2 separate regions of the Sus scrofa genome follow, and region 2 is linked to region 1. The links are chromatin contacts, called in public promoter capture Hi-C maps. All regions are on one chromosome and are shown on one strand. The core of a region is the stretch at or near the end of the contact, and the rest is flanking DNA. Distances in the headings are between cores, read along the strand shown.

The links. Promoter capture Hi-C pulls out the DNA fragments that hold promoters and counts their contacts.
Region 2: a contact with region 1 is called in a promoter capture Hi-C map of liver, with 3 times the contacts expected there. The contact joins two enhancer-like sites. A contact is called at or near these places in 1 of 5 promoter capture datasets (liver) and 2 of 47 Hi-C or Micro-C datasets (embryonic fibroblasts and liver).

The regions. Positions count from the first base shown.
Region 1 is chr6:159,068,213-159,074,146 of Sscrofa11.1, reverse strand. No RefSeq gene overlaps it. Among named protein-coding and RNA genes, the nearest start is that of CPT2, 9.9 kb to the right of the region's middle. Within about 2 kb of position 3,761, at least 12 of the 83 cell types and tissues checked have an H3K27ac peak or open chromatin away from gene starts, as enhancers often do. A contact at or near this core is called in liver, where this site is marked.
Region 2 is chr6:159,304,839-159,310,772 of Sscrofa11.1, reverse strand. All of the region lies in intron 1 of SCP2 (sterol carrier protein 2), which reads left to right. Among named protein-coding and RNA genes, the nearest start is that of SCP2, 7.2 kb to the left of the region's middle. Within about 2 kb of position 2,987, at least 2 of the 83 cell types and tissues checked have an H3K27ac peak or open chromatin away from gene starts, as enhancers often do. A contact at or near this core is called in liver, where this site is marked.

The sequences.
Region 1 (5,934 bases), core at 2,512-5,011:
AAGGGGGGTGGGTGGAAATAGTTGACTAGAAGTGGGACATCTTTTTTTGTTTTTGGTCTTTTTGCCTTTTTTTAGGGCCACACCTGTGGCATATGGAGGTTCCCAGGCTAGGGGTTGAATCAGAGCTGTAGCTGCTAACCTACACCACAGTTCATGGCAACACGGGATCCTTAACCCACTGAGTGAGGCCAAGGATTGAACCTGCAACCTCATGGTTCCTAGTTGGATTCATTTCTGCTGCACCGCAATGGGAACTCCCCAAACAATCTTTTAAGACTAAACACAAGAGGGGGCTCTGGGAACGTGGTGGACTAAGAAATACCAGGAATCTGTCTTCCCACCTAGATAGCAATTGCTTTGGCAGACTCTATCTGATGTATCCAGTTGGTAGGCTAGAGTCTGTCCATGCCTTGCAACTTACAGGAGAAGGCTTGGAGGGTAAATTTCTGTTAATTTTTGGTCAATTTCAGCTCTTTGTACAGTGGCAGCAGCCCAAACTCCATCCCAGCCACATGGTAGGTGTGTTCCTGGAACTGGAGTGGGCAAAAAGACCCTGTCCTCCAAACACTAGGGATCTGTGCACTGAGCACTGATTGCTGCTTTTGATCACAGAGGCCCAGACAAAGAGGTGGGCCATCACTGTTGCTGTACCTCCCCAATTGTTGAAAGCCCCTACCATCCAGCTGAAGTGACTTCCAGAGGATTTAAAGGACAAGTGCCCTTTCCCATGTGACTTTTTCTTTTTTCACCTTTGGGAGACAGACATTAAACGTGAGGAATTTCAAAAACAACTGCACATGCAGTGAAAATTTAAAAAGTGTGTGTGCCCAGAGGAAGGTTTGGAAAAGATCTGAGAAGACTTTAAATTCATACCTCAGGCTGGTCCTCAGCACAAAGACAACCTACAACAGTTTTAAAAAACAGTAAACAAAACAATAACAAAAAACAGCAAACCCTTGGGAAGGGGGAGAATCTAATTTCCAGAGTCGCTACATTATTAGGTTCAAATGTCCAGTTTTCAATAACAACAACACAAAGATCACAAGGCATACAAAGATCAGGAAAATATGGCCCATTCGAAGTGGAAAAAAATGAACAGAAACTGTTCCTGAAAAAAACCTAATAACGGATATACTAGACAAAGACTTTAAAGAAACCATCTTAAAGATCCTCAAAGAACAAAAGTGAGATGGGGAGAAGTCAAGAAATTGATGTATGAAATGGAAATATCAATAAAGAGAGAGAGAAAAAACCTAAAAAGAAATAAAAAAGAAATTCTGGGGCTGTAAAGTACAGTAACAGAAATGAAAAATTCACTAGAAGGAGTCAAAAGCATATTTGAGCAGGCAGACGAAAGGATCCATGAACTTGAATACAGAATGGCTTCCTCTCAGTTACGTCTGGCCACTGAGGTGAAAAGAGAGCAATGGGGGGGCATGGTTTATGTGAGCTAAACAGGGCTGAAGATGGTCCTCTGAAATTCTCCCCAAAGTGACCCCACTGGAGTGTGAAGATATTAGGGAGAGAGAGAGAGAGAGAGAGAGAGAGAGAGAGAGAAGGTGTGCTGTGGGTGGACTTCCCCATGACCAGAATGTGACTGAATTCTTAAATTACCAGGATGGTTAATTTAATGCATCAATTTGACTGGTCCATGTGCCTAAATACTTGGTCAAACATTATTCTGAACGTTTCTGTGTGGGTGTTTTTGGATGAGATTAATATTTAAGTTTGGTGAACTTCAAGTAAAGCCGACTGCTCTCTATAATGTGAGTGAGCTTCATCGAATAAGTTGAAGGCCTGACTAGAACAAAGACTGACCTTCCCTGAGCAAAAAGGAATTCTGTCAGCAGATGATCTTTGGACTTGATCTATAATGCTTGCCTGGGTCTCCAGCCTGATGGGTTACCTTGCAGATTTTGAGCTTGCCCCTCAAAGCAATATGTGATTCAATTGTCAATTCTTTAAAATATGCCTCTATCTCTATCCTTCTATCTCTGCCTCCATTTCCATATCTATTTCTGTCACCTCTATTCTGTCTCCGTCTCCATCTGTATCATTTTTAACTCCATCTCCATCTATCTCCATCTCTATCATCTCCATCTCTATCTCAGTCCACACACTATTGGTCTTGTTACTCTGGAGAACACTAATTCAAGTACTTTCCATGCCAGGGAGTCCAGATGGGAGCCGATCAACCACAGAGCCAATGTCAGGGGCTCTGTTTGATCGATTATTTGTGACTTCTTGGCAGAAGAAGATAATTTACTTCTTGGTAAATTATCCAAGAGCAGGAAGTTAGTTCACGTTGCATCAGAGTATCATCCCTGACTTCTTCCACTCATCCCCACCTCATTAATCCATCTTGTGACTGATTCTTTCCACTTTCTGAATTTTATCTCTCTGACTGCTACCACCTTAGTCTGAGCCATCCAGAGAAATCCCCAGCCCATCACACAGGGACCTCAACCACCTAACTTTTGCTAACTCCCAGCTTTGACTCTTGCCATTCCCAGCACTGGCTCCACAAGCCAGATGTGCAGAACTCTTTTCACTACTAGTATAGACTATGATTTTTTTCCCCTTTTTTGGAAACCCCATGGCATATGGAGTTCCTGGGCCAGGGATCAGACAGATCTGAGCAGCAGCTGTGACCTTAAGCTGCAGTTGCAGCAATGCTGGATCTTTAATCCACTGTGCCGGGCCAGGATCAAACCTGTGTCCTGGTGCTTCCAAGACACAGCCATCCTGTTGCACTACAGCGGGAACTCCTAGTCCATGTTTTATTATGCCTCTGTGTTTTTCATTCATCTAACAATCTCTAACAAGGATTGACCTTGTATTTGATCCTGTGCTAAGAGTGACTACACAATGCCAGGCCTCAGGAGCTCAGGGTCTAGGGGGAAGATAGGCTTGGGGACAGATAAAGGTGACCATGGGTTGGCAGTGCCCCAAGGAGGATCCTTACAGACTACAGAAAGAAAATACACATGTGAAAAAGGCACTTTGCAGAGGGCTGGAACATCATATTTTCACATATGCTCTTCTCTTGGCTGCCTTGTACCTCCTCTCCAGTGAACTGAACCCAAGCTCAGTATCATGTCAGCCCAGCTAAATATCATCTCTGGACCCAGCAGAGTTACTGTAGCCTCCACTGTTCCCTCTCCAGGGTCTCTACCATTTCAGATTTAACAGGGTCCTCACTTATCCCATGGAGTAATCCCTCCAAATACCCTACCACTGGCCGAGTGTTTACTCTGCGCTGAGCGTGTGCTTGCCCTGTGACCACCCTGTGTGGCAGGTTCCGTGGGATCTCCATGGGCTCAGAGGGGTTAAGTCCCTTGCTCAGCATCCCAGGGCTCATGAGCTTCATCTTTTAAAACTCCAGCGCCGAGCACCCCGCCCGGCACAGAGTCGATCGTCAGTGTCAAATGAAGTGACATTTTTCAAAGTTGCACAGCTTTATGAGCTGAATAGAATGGAATAAAATAAGCTAGAGGTATTTGTCAGGGGAGACTTCAAAAGCAGAGAGCCTTTGTTTCTCTTTCACCACCACTGGCCATTCTTACTGTCTGAGCAGCAAGTGGGAGAGGGAAGCCAGATAGATGGTCCCGTTGGTACAGGTCCCAGCACCTTGCTGCCACCAGATGACACAGCAGGGAACACTGCACTTGGGAAAGGCCCATCTGGGAAGCTCTCCCCGACACCATGTCCCTCTCCCTTGGGGGTGGAAGCTGAGGTCTCTCCTGGCTGGAGCTGGCCCTGCTGAAGGCCAAATATTTGCAGACAGGGATTTGCAAAGTCTTGAGCTCTTATGATCTCATCCGAATGGCTGGCTGTGGGAGGCCGGCTGGTTTTCCTAGGCCACCAGCTCTGGGGAGGTGAAAACGACCCCCCTTGGGCTCAGAGGCCTGGGCCTGGTTCTCAGTCCGGTCACTTTACAGCCACTGGACGGGGAACCTCAGTTGCCTTTGCCATAAAATGGAAACGCTGATTGTTCTACCTCGGGGTTGTCATGAGAAGTAAGACGATACACGTGGGACGTGCTTTTAACTGCTTTTTGCTGTAACAGGCAAGGGATTGTTAGTCATTCAAAGAAGCCAGAGTTCCTCAAGCCGCCGTCTCAGAGCCTTGCACCCAGCGTGGGGAGGACACCCTCGCTCGCAAATGCCAAGACGTCTAGACAACCCAGTCGGTTTATCTGAGTTTATTATTGCGAACCACACAACAGGGAAACGACTTGTTGAGCTGATTGGACCAGGTCTGGTTATTTATAGAGGCCCCTTGGAACGAGCCCAGGATCTGGCGACAGAAATCCTGGAAATGAATCTTAGATCCCCCATTTCTGTTTGTGTGAGCTGAGTGTTGTTTTTTCAGCTCTGAACCCGGGACTGGCATCTCCACTTTGCCTGTGCCCTTTGACCCAGCAATCCTGCTCTTGGATGCTAGCCCAGAGACATTCTCTGGCAGGTGTACCCCTCAGGGGACATGGTGGAGAACATGCATCTTGCTGGTGTCTGTGGTAGCTGACAGGAGGGGGCGTGAAGGTTTTCACCACCAGAGGGAAGGGTGCGTAAGCTGTGGCCAGGACAGCTCTAAGATTCGGAGAGCGGACACAAGCAATGGTCTAAACACACCCACAGCAAGAGGGTGACCCTTCAAAACAGAGCTGGGTGGCGTTCCCCTTGTGGCTCAGCGGGTTACGAACCCAACTAGTATCCACGAGGATGCGGGTTCGATCCCTGGCCTTGCTCGGTGGGTTAAGGATCCAGCGTTGCGGGGAGCATCGGCGTAGGTCACACGCGTGGCTCAGAACCTGTGTGGCTGTGGCTGTGGTGCAGGCTGGCAGCTCCAGCTCCGATGGGACCCCTAGCCTGGGAATTTCCCTATGCTACAGGGGTGGCCCTAAAAAACCAAACCAACCAACCAAACAACAACAACAACAAAAATAAAAGACAGAGCTGGGTGACAACATAAAGGGCAGAACATGTAACACAATACCAGGGACATGAATGAAAACAGAAGCACACACGAAACAGGAGACTATACCAGGATCCATGCATATTTATAGACCTATATCAGCACAGCAGAATGGCGGCCCATGAGTGGAGATTAGTAACGAGGGGCAAAGCAAAGCCAGAAAAGGATGTCACATGGACCAATGACAATAGTGAGCTTTTAAAATTTTAGGGGGCTTGAGGAAGTTCCCAGGCCAGGGATCAAACCCACACCACAGCAGTAACCACAGCCACAGCAGTGACAACACCGGGTCCTTAACCCTCTGAGCCCCGAGGGACCTCCCAATAATGGGCAGGAGATACGATCAACTTGATTTCCTGCCTCAAAGATTAGGAAATGCCCTCCCTTGAGGTGTGGTCGGAATTACACACAATGTTCATAGGTGTCCTTGGCACAGGGTTTGGCACATAGCAGGTGCTCCAGAAATGGCGGCTCTTTTTGCCGTTCGCTCACGGAGCACATTGGTACCAAGCACTACTTGGTGCTGGGCTTGGTGTGAGGAGCTGTGGAAGAGGGAAACTGTATGGCTCAGGGACTGTATGCGAGGTGGCAGAGGGGACGTGACAGCATCAGGAGAGGGAACCCTCATCCGGGATGGCAGAGACTGTGCCGCCAGACCCCCTCACTTTCCAAAAGGAGGCCGAAAGCGGCCTCATTTTCAAGGCCACGCAGCAACTTTGTGATGGAGTTAAGAGCAGTCTCCAGGGTCCTTTCCGGAGCATTATCCAGCATTATCCGAGCCAGCCCCCCGGGCCTAGACCACTGGGAGGGGAAGCTGTATCTCCTGTCACGCCTTTTCCCCCAAAAGCCCTCCCTGAGGCCCCTCCCTTGTTCTTTGTTTGTCTGTTTGTTTAGGGCTACACTTGCAACCTATGGAGGTTCCCAGGCTAGGGGCTGAATCAGAGCTGCTGGCCTACA
Region 2 (5,934 bases), core at 1,738-4,237, 240 kb before region 1:
GTAGATTAAAAGAGAATTTAGGAGTTCCCGTCGTGGCTCAGTGGTTAACGAATCCGACTAGGAACCATGAGGTTGTGGGTTTGATCCCTGGCCTCTGCCCAGTGGGTTGGGGATCCGGCCTTGCCGTGAGCTGTGGTGTAGGTCGCAGACACTGCTCGGATCTGGTGTTGCTGTGGCTGTGTGTAGGCCGCAGGCAATCGCTCCCATTAGACCCCTAGCCTGGGAAACCCCCCCCACACACAAAAAAGAGCATTTAAAGCCCATAAAATTTTGTAAAAAACGCAAGACGGAACTATAGTGTGTACAGGTAGATACCTGGGTGTGAAATACTCCAAGGAAGTGATTACTGTAAGAATAGGATAGTAATTACTCTGGGAGGGGATGGGATTGAGATTGGGATAGAGTATTAGAGGAGTTTCTGGCAGGCAAGGTTTAATTTTTTAGTCTAGGAGGTAGGTGTCAAAGACAGAGCTGGACAGCGGTTAAAGGTTTGGTGTTGTCACCCGAATCATCGGGTGGCTGCTGAGCGTGGCTTTGATCCCTGGCCAAGGACGTCATATACCTGGGGAGGGGGAGGATCGTGGACATTAGGTAAATGTCAGGAGAGATTTAATCAGTCGTATGGTATTGCGAAAGGGCAAGAGGAGGGCAGAGGGAACTGAGCTAACTTTATACAGAGTGACTGGGTATTTTAAAGGGAAAATAAGGGAATCAGGAGGGTGGTGAGTAGGGCTCAGTGCAGTAGTCCCTTGGTGTCACTGGGGGGATTGATCCAGGATCTCTCTCAGATACCAAATCCATGGATGCTCAGCCCTTTTCATCGACCCTCTGTATTTACAGACACAGAACCCATGGATGCAGAGGGCCAGATGGAGGGTCAGGGCAGTGAAAACTTACATAAAGTGGGAAGGGGGGAGGTTAGTTCACGTGAAACCCATCTGGATTTGCTGATTGGCATTTTTCCCAAGCTGGGACACCAGCTCTATCTTCAGGTGTTGGACGAAAGAAGCAAGAAATTCTCTTGCTAGGCTTTGAGTTTTCTAAGACGGGCCACTTTAACTGGGCCAGGGTCCCCCAGGTCTTTATAGGCCCAGGCTGAGACTGAGTAGAAAGAAGGCTTAGAGGATCCTGGCTAGAATTTGGTGAAGGAGAGAATCTTTGTCAATGGTTCCAAGAGGTTTACTTTAAAATAATTCATAGGGGTGTGTGTGTGTGTGTTGTGGTTTCCTATATCTCTGTTATTTATGATAAAAAGGTTAAAACTTTAAAAATGGGGCAGTTAACTCCAGGAAAAACAAAGCAAAATGAAATTGTGTGATAAATCGTAGTGGCCCACAGAAAGAAACTAATAAGGAGAGCACTGAGTCTAATTAATAAAAAACTGATTCACCACGTGAGGAGGATGAGGGAACTGTAGAAGTCTCTGTGCGGTGCCCAAGAGACCTGCTTCTCATTGGCCCCCATTGGAGACTGTGATATTATTTCTTAATTGATTTTATTTTTTATTTTATTTTTTATTACTCAATGAATTATTACATTTATAGTTGTGCTAAATTGATTTTAAAAAATAAATAATAGCATAAGACTATTTAGGAACATGACATTTATAAAAAATATCTAAAAGAATGGAGCCCGTCCTGGCTCAGCATAACAACCCGACTAGATCCAGAGAGCAGGTTCATCCTGGTCTTGCCAGTGGGTTAAGATCCTCGTTGCCGTAGCTTGGTGTAGTCACAGATCGGCTCAGATCCCTCATTGCTGTGGTTGTGGCATAGGCTGGTAGCTACAGCTCCGATTGGACTCTAGCCTGGGAGTCTCCATATGCCCTGGGTGTGGCCCTAAAAAGACTAAAAAAAAAAAAAAAAAAAAAAAAAAAAAAAAAAAGAAAGAAAGAAACCTAAAAGAATTGAAAATGCATGTCTTGGGAGCAAGTAAGGCTAGTGGATGAAGGGTAATGGAACAAGATAACTTTTTTTAAAGTATAGTTGATTAAAATGTGCCAACTTCAGCAAAGTGACTCAGCCACACACACACACACACACACACACACATTCTTTTTCAAATATTATTTTCCATCATGGTCTGTCCCAGGAGATTGGATATAGTCCCTGTACTACACAGTGGGACCTTGTCGTTTATCCATTCGAAATACGATAGTTTGCCTCTACTAACCCGAAACTCCCCATCTATCCCATTGCCTCCCCTCTCCTCCCTGGTAACCACAAGTCTTCTCTGTGTTGGTGAGTCTGTTTCTGTTTTGTAGATAGGTTCATTTGTGCTCAAGATTGCTATTTTTTTATAACTTTGTGGTAGGTATTTTTTATTTTATTTTTTGCATTTCTTTGATTAAAAAAATGAAAACTAAGAAACAAATACAAATGGAATGTTACCACCCTCAGAAATTCCCTTCTTCCCTTGTGCAGCCACTGACTCTTGCTGCAAAGGGTTACCATTATCCTGGCTTCTGACCTTTAATAGCACAGAATAGTTTCGGCTCTTTTGTTCATGTTAAGTTTGTGAGATTCGGCCTTAATTTCTCTTTTTTGTCTCTTTGCCTTTTTAGGGCCGAACCCACAGCATATGGAGGTTCCCAGGCTAGGGGTTGAGTCGGGCTGTAGCCACCAGCCTAGGCCACAGCCACAGCAACACCAGATCCCAGCCGTGTCTGCGGCTTACACCACAGCTCACGGCAACGCCAGATCCTTAACCCACTGAGTAAGGCCAGGGATCGAACCCGCAACCTCATGGTTCCTAGTCAGACTTGTTTCCACTGGACAAAATGGGACCTCCTTCATTCAGTCTCAACAGTGCATTTAGAACGATCTAATGTGTAAGCCTTCTCAACCCCGTCTTTGTCTTTTAAAAATAGGGCTCTATTTTTCAAAGCGGTTTCAGGTTGCAAAATTGAGCAGAAAGTACAGAAAGTACAGAGTTCCTACATGCTCCCTGCCCCCACATGTGTACAGCCTTGCCCGCTGTCAATAATCAGCATCGGAGTGGCACAGTTGTTAAATCGATGAACCCGTATTGACACATCAGTATTACTCAAAGCCAAAGTTTCTATTAGTGCTCACTCTTGGTGTTTTTATTCTCTGATTGGGCAAATATATGATGACCTGTATTCCGCATCTTAAAGAGTAGTTTCACTGCCCTGAAAGTCCTCTGTGCTCTGCCTCTTCATCCTCCTCCCTTTATCCCTGACAACTATTGATCTTTTTTACTGTCTCCAGAGTTTTGCCTTTTCTAGAATGTCTTATAGTTGGAATCATACAGTATACATAGTCTTTTCAGATTGGCTTCTTACTTAGTAATATACATTTAAATTCCTCCATGTCTTTCCATGGTTTGATAGCTCATATCTTTTTAGTGCTGATAACCTTCTGTTATCTGGTTGTACCTCTGTTTATTTATCCTTTCACCTGGTAAAGACATCTTGGTTGCTTCCAGATTTGCCAGTTATAATAAAGCTGCTGTAAACATCTGTGGGCAGGTTTTTGTGTGAATAAGTTTAAAAAATTTTTTTTTTGTTGAAGTATGCTTGCTTTACAATGTTGTGTTATTTCTGCTGTACAGCAAAGTGACACACGTATATATATATGTATTCTTTTCCATGTTCTTTTCCATTATGATTTATCATCGGATATGGACTATAGCTCCCTGTGCTATACAGTAGGACCTTGTTTATCCATCCGATATATATAGTGGTGTGCATTTGCTAATCCCACACTCCCAGCCCTTGGCAACCATAAGTTTGTTCTCTATGACTTAAGTTTTTAACTCATTAAATCTAAGGAGAACAGTTTGCTGGATAATACGTTAAGAGGGGATTTTGGTAAGACACTGTCAAAACTGTCTCCCACGTGTCTGTACCATTTGGCTTCCCATCACCAACGAATGAGAGTTCCTGCTGCTCCATATCCTTGCCGGCATTTGGTATTGTAGTTGTATCTCTTTGTTTATTTCAGTTTCTTTTTAAAAATCCGTTGTTGGCGTTCCCTGCTGTGGCGCAACAGTATGTGTGTCATCTCTGGAGCGCAGGGACAAAGGTCCCCCCCCCACCTAGCGCAGTGTGTTGAGCTTTGGCATTGCACAGTGTGGCATAGGCTGCGTTGCAACTAGGATCTGATCCTGGCTGGACACTCCATATGTCGCAGGGCAGCCACAAAAGAAAAAAAGATTCAGTGTCTTCAGGATAAAGCCCAGGAAACATGTAAAGGTCACTTGTGAGTTGGTTCTGTAGCCAGATTGCCTGTAGTTGAAATTCCTCTCAATGAGCTGTGTTTCTTTGGCAAGTGATTTAATTCTCTGTGCCTTAGTTTCTTATCTTAAATTGTATAATAATAGTATTATTAGGGTTGTTGTGGGTTAACAGTATATATTGAGTCTTAGTACAGTGAGTAAGAGAGTAAGTGCCCAGTAAGTGTTGTAGTTATCATTGTTTGGTCCCAAGTAACTTTTCTGTCCTTATCACTTGCCATTTCCCATTATGCGTTTCACTCTGTAGGATAAATTATTTGCATATAAAGTGCCAAATTCTCTCACTTCTAGGCTTTTGCTCTAAAATTTCCTTTCTTTCATTTGCCTAACTTCTACTCATCCTTAAAGACGTAATTAAATTTTTTTTGAATTATAGTTGATTTGCAATGTTCCTTCAATTTCTGCTGTATAGTAAGTGACCAACTGCATATGCACACATTGGGACAGTGCCTTTTTTTTTTTCATTTTCGATTATGTTCTAGCCCAAGAGACTGGGCACAATTCCGTGCTGTACAGGACCTCACCTCATTCAATGTAGCAGTCAGCATCTGCTACCCAACTCCCATCTATCCTGTCTCTCCCTCTTCCCTGGCACATAATTCTGCCCCCATGGTCCATGATAGGTTTCTGTTTTGTAGATAGATCATTTGCGTCATATTTTGACTCCACATATAGGTGATATCATTGGTATTTGTCTTTCTCTTTCTGGCTTACTTCATTAGTATGAGAATCTCTATTCTATTCATGTTGCTGCAAATGGCATTATTTTGTCCTTTTTATGGTGAATAGTATTTTGTTGTATATATGTACACGTCTTCTTAATCATTCATCTGTTAGTGGCATTCTGGGTTGTTTCATGTCTTGACTTTTTGAATAGTGTTGCAGTGAATATAGGGGCGCATGTATCTTTCTCAATGAAATTTTGTTTGGATATACCCAGGAGTGGGATTGCTGGATCATGTGGCCGTTTTTTTTTTTTTTTTTTTTTTTTTTTTTTTGTCTTTTGTCCTTTAGGCCACACCGCTGCATATGGAGGTTCCCAGGCTAGGGGTCTAATCAGAGCTGTTGCTGCCGGCCTATGCCACAGCCATAGCAATGCCAGATCCGAGCCATGTCTGAGACCTGCACCACAGCTCACGGCAATTCTGGTAGTTCTATTTAGTTTTCTGAGGTACCTCCATAAAGGAAACCATAAAAAAATGAAAGAAGGAGTTCCCATCGTGGCTCAGTGGTTAACGAATCTGACAAGGAACCATGAGTTGCAGGTTCGATCCTGGCTTGCTCAGTGGGTTAAGGATCTGGTGTTGCCGTGAGCTGTGGTGTAGGTCACAGATGTGGCTCAGATCTGGCATTGCTGTGGCTCTGGTGTAGGCCGATGGCTACAGCTCGACTAGACCCCTAGCCTGGGAACCTCCATATGCTGCAGGTGCGGCCCTAAAAGACAAAGCCAAAAAAAAAAAAAGAAAGACAGCCCACAGAATGGGAGAATATCTTTGCACATGATGCAACCAACAAAACTTAATCTCAAAATTACGACACTCATTCAACTCAACGACAAAAAACGAACAACCCATGGAAAATGGCAGAAGACCAAAATAACATTTCTCCAAAAGACATCAGATGGCCAACAGGCACATGAAAAATGCTCACACTTTCTTTCTTTCTTTCTTTCTTTCT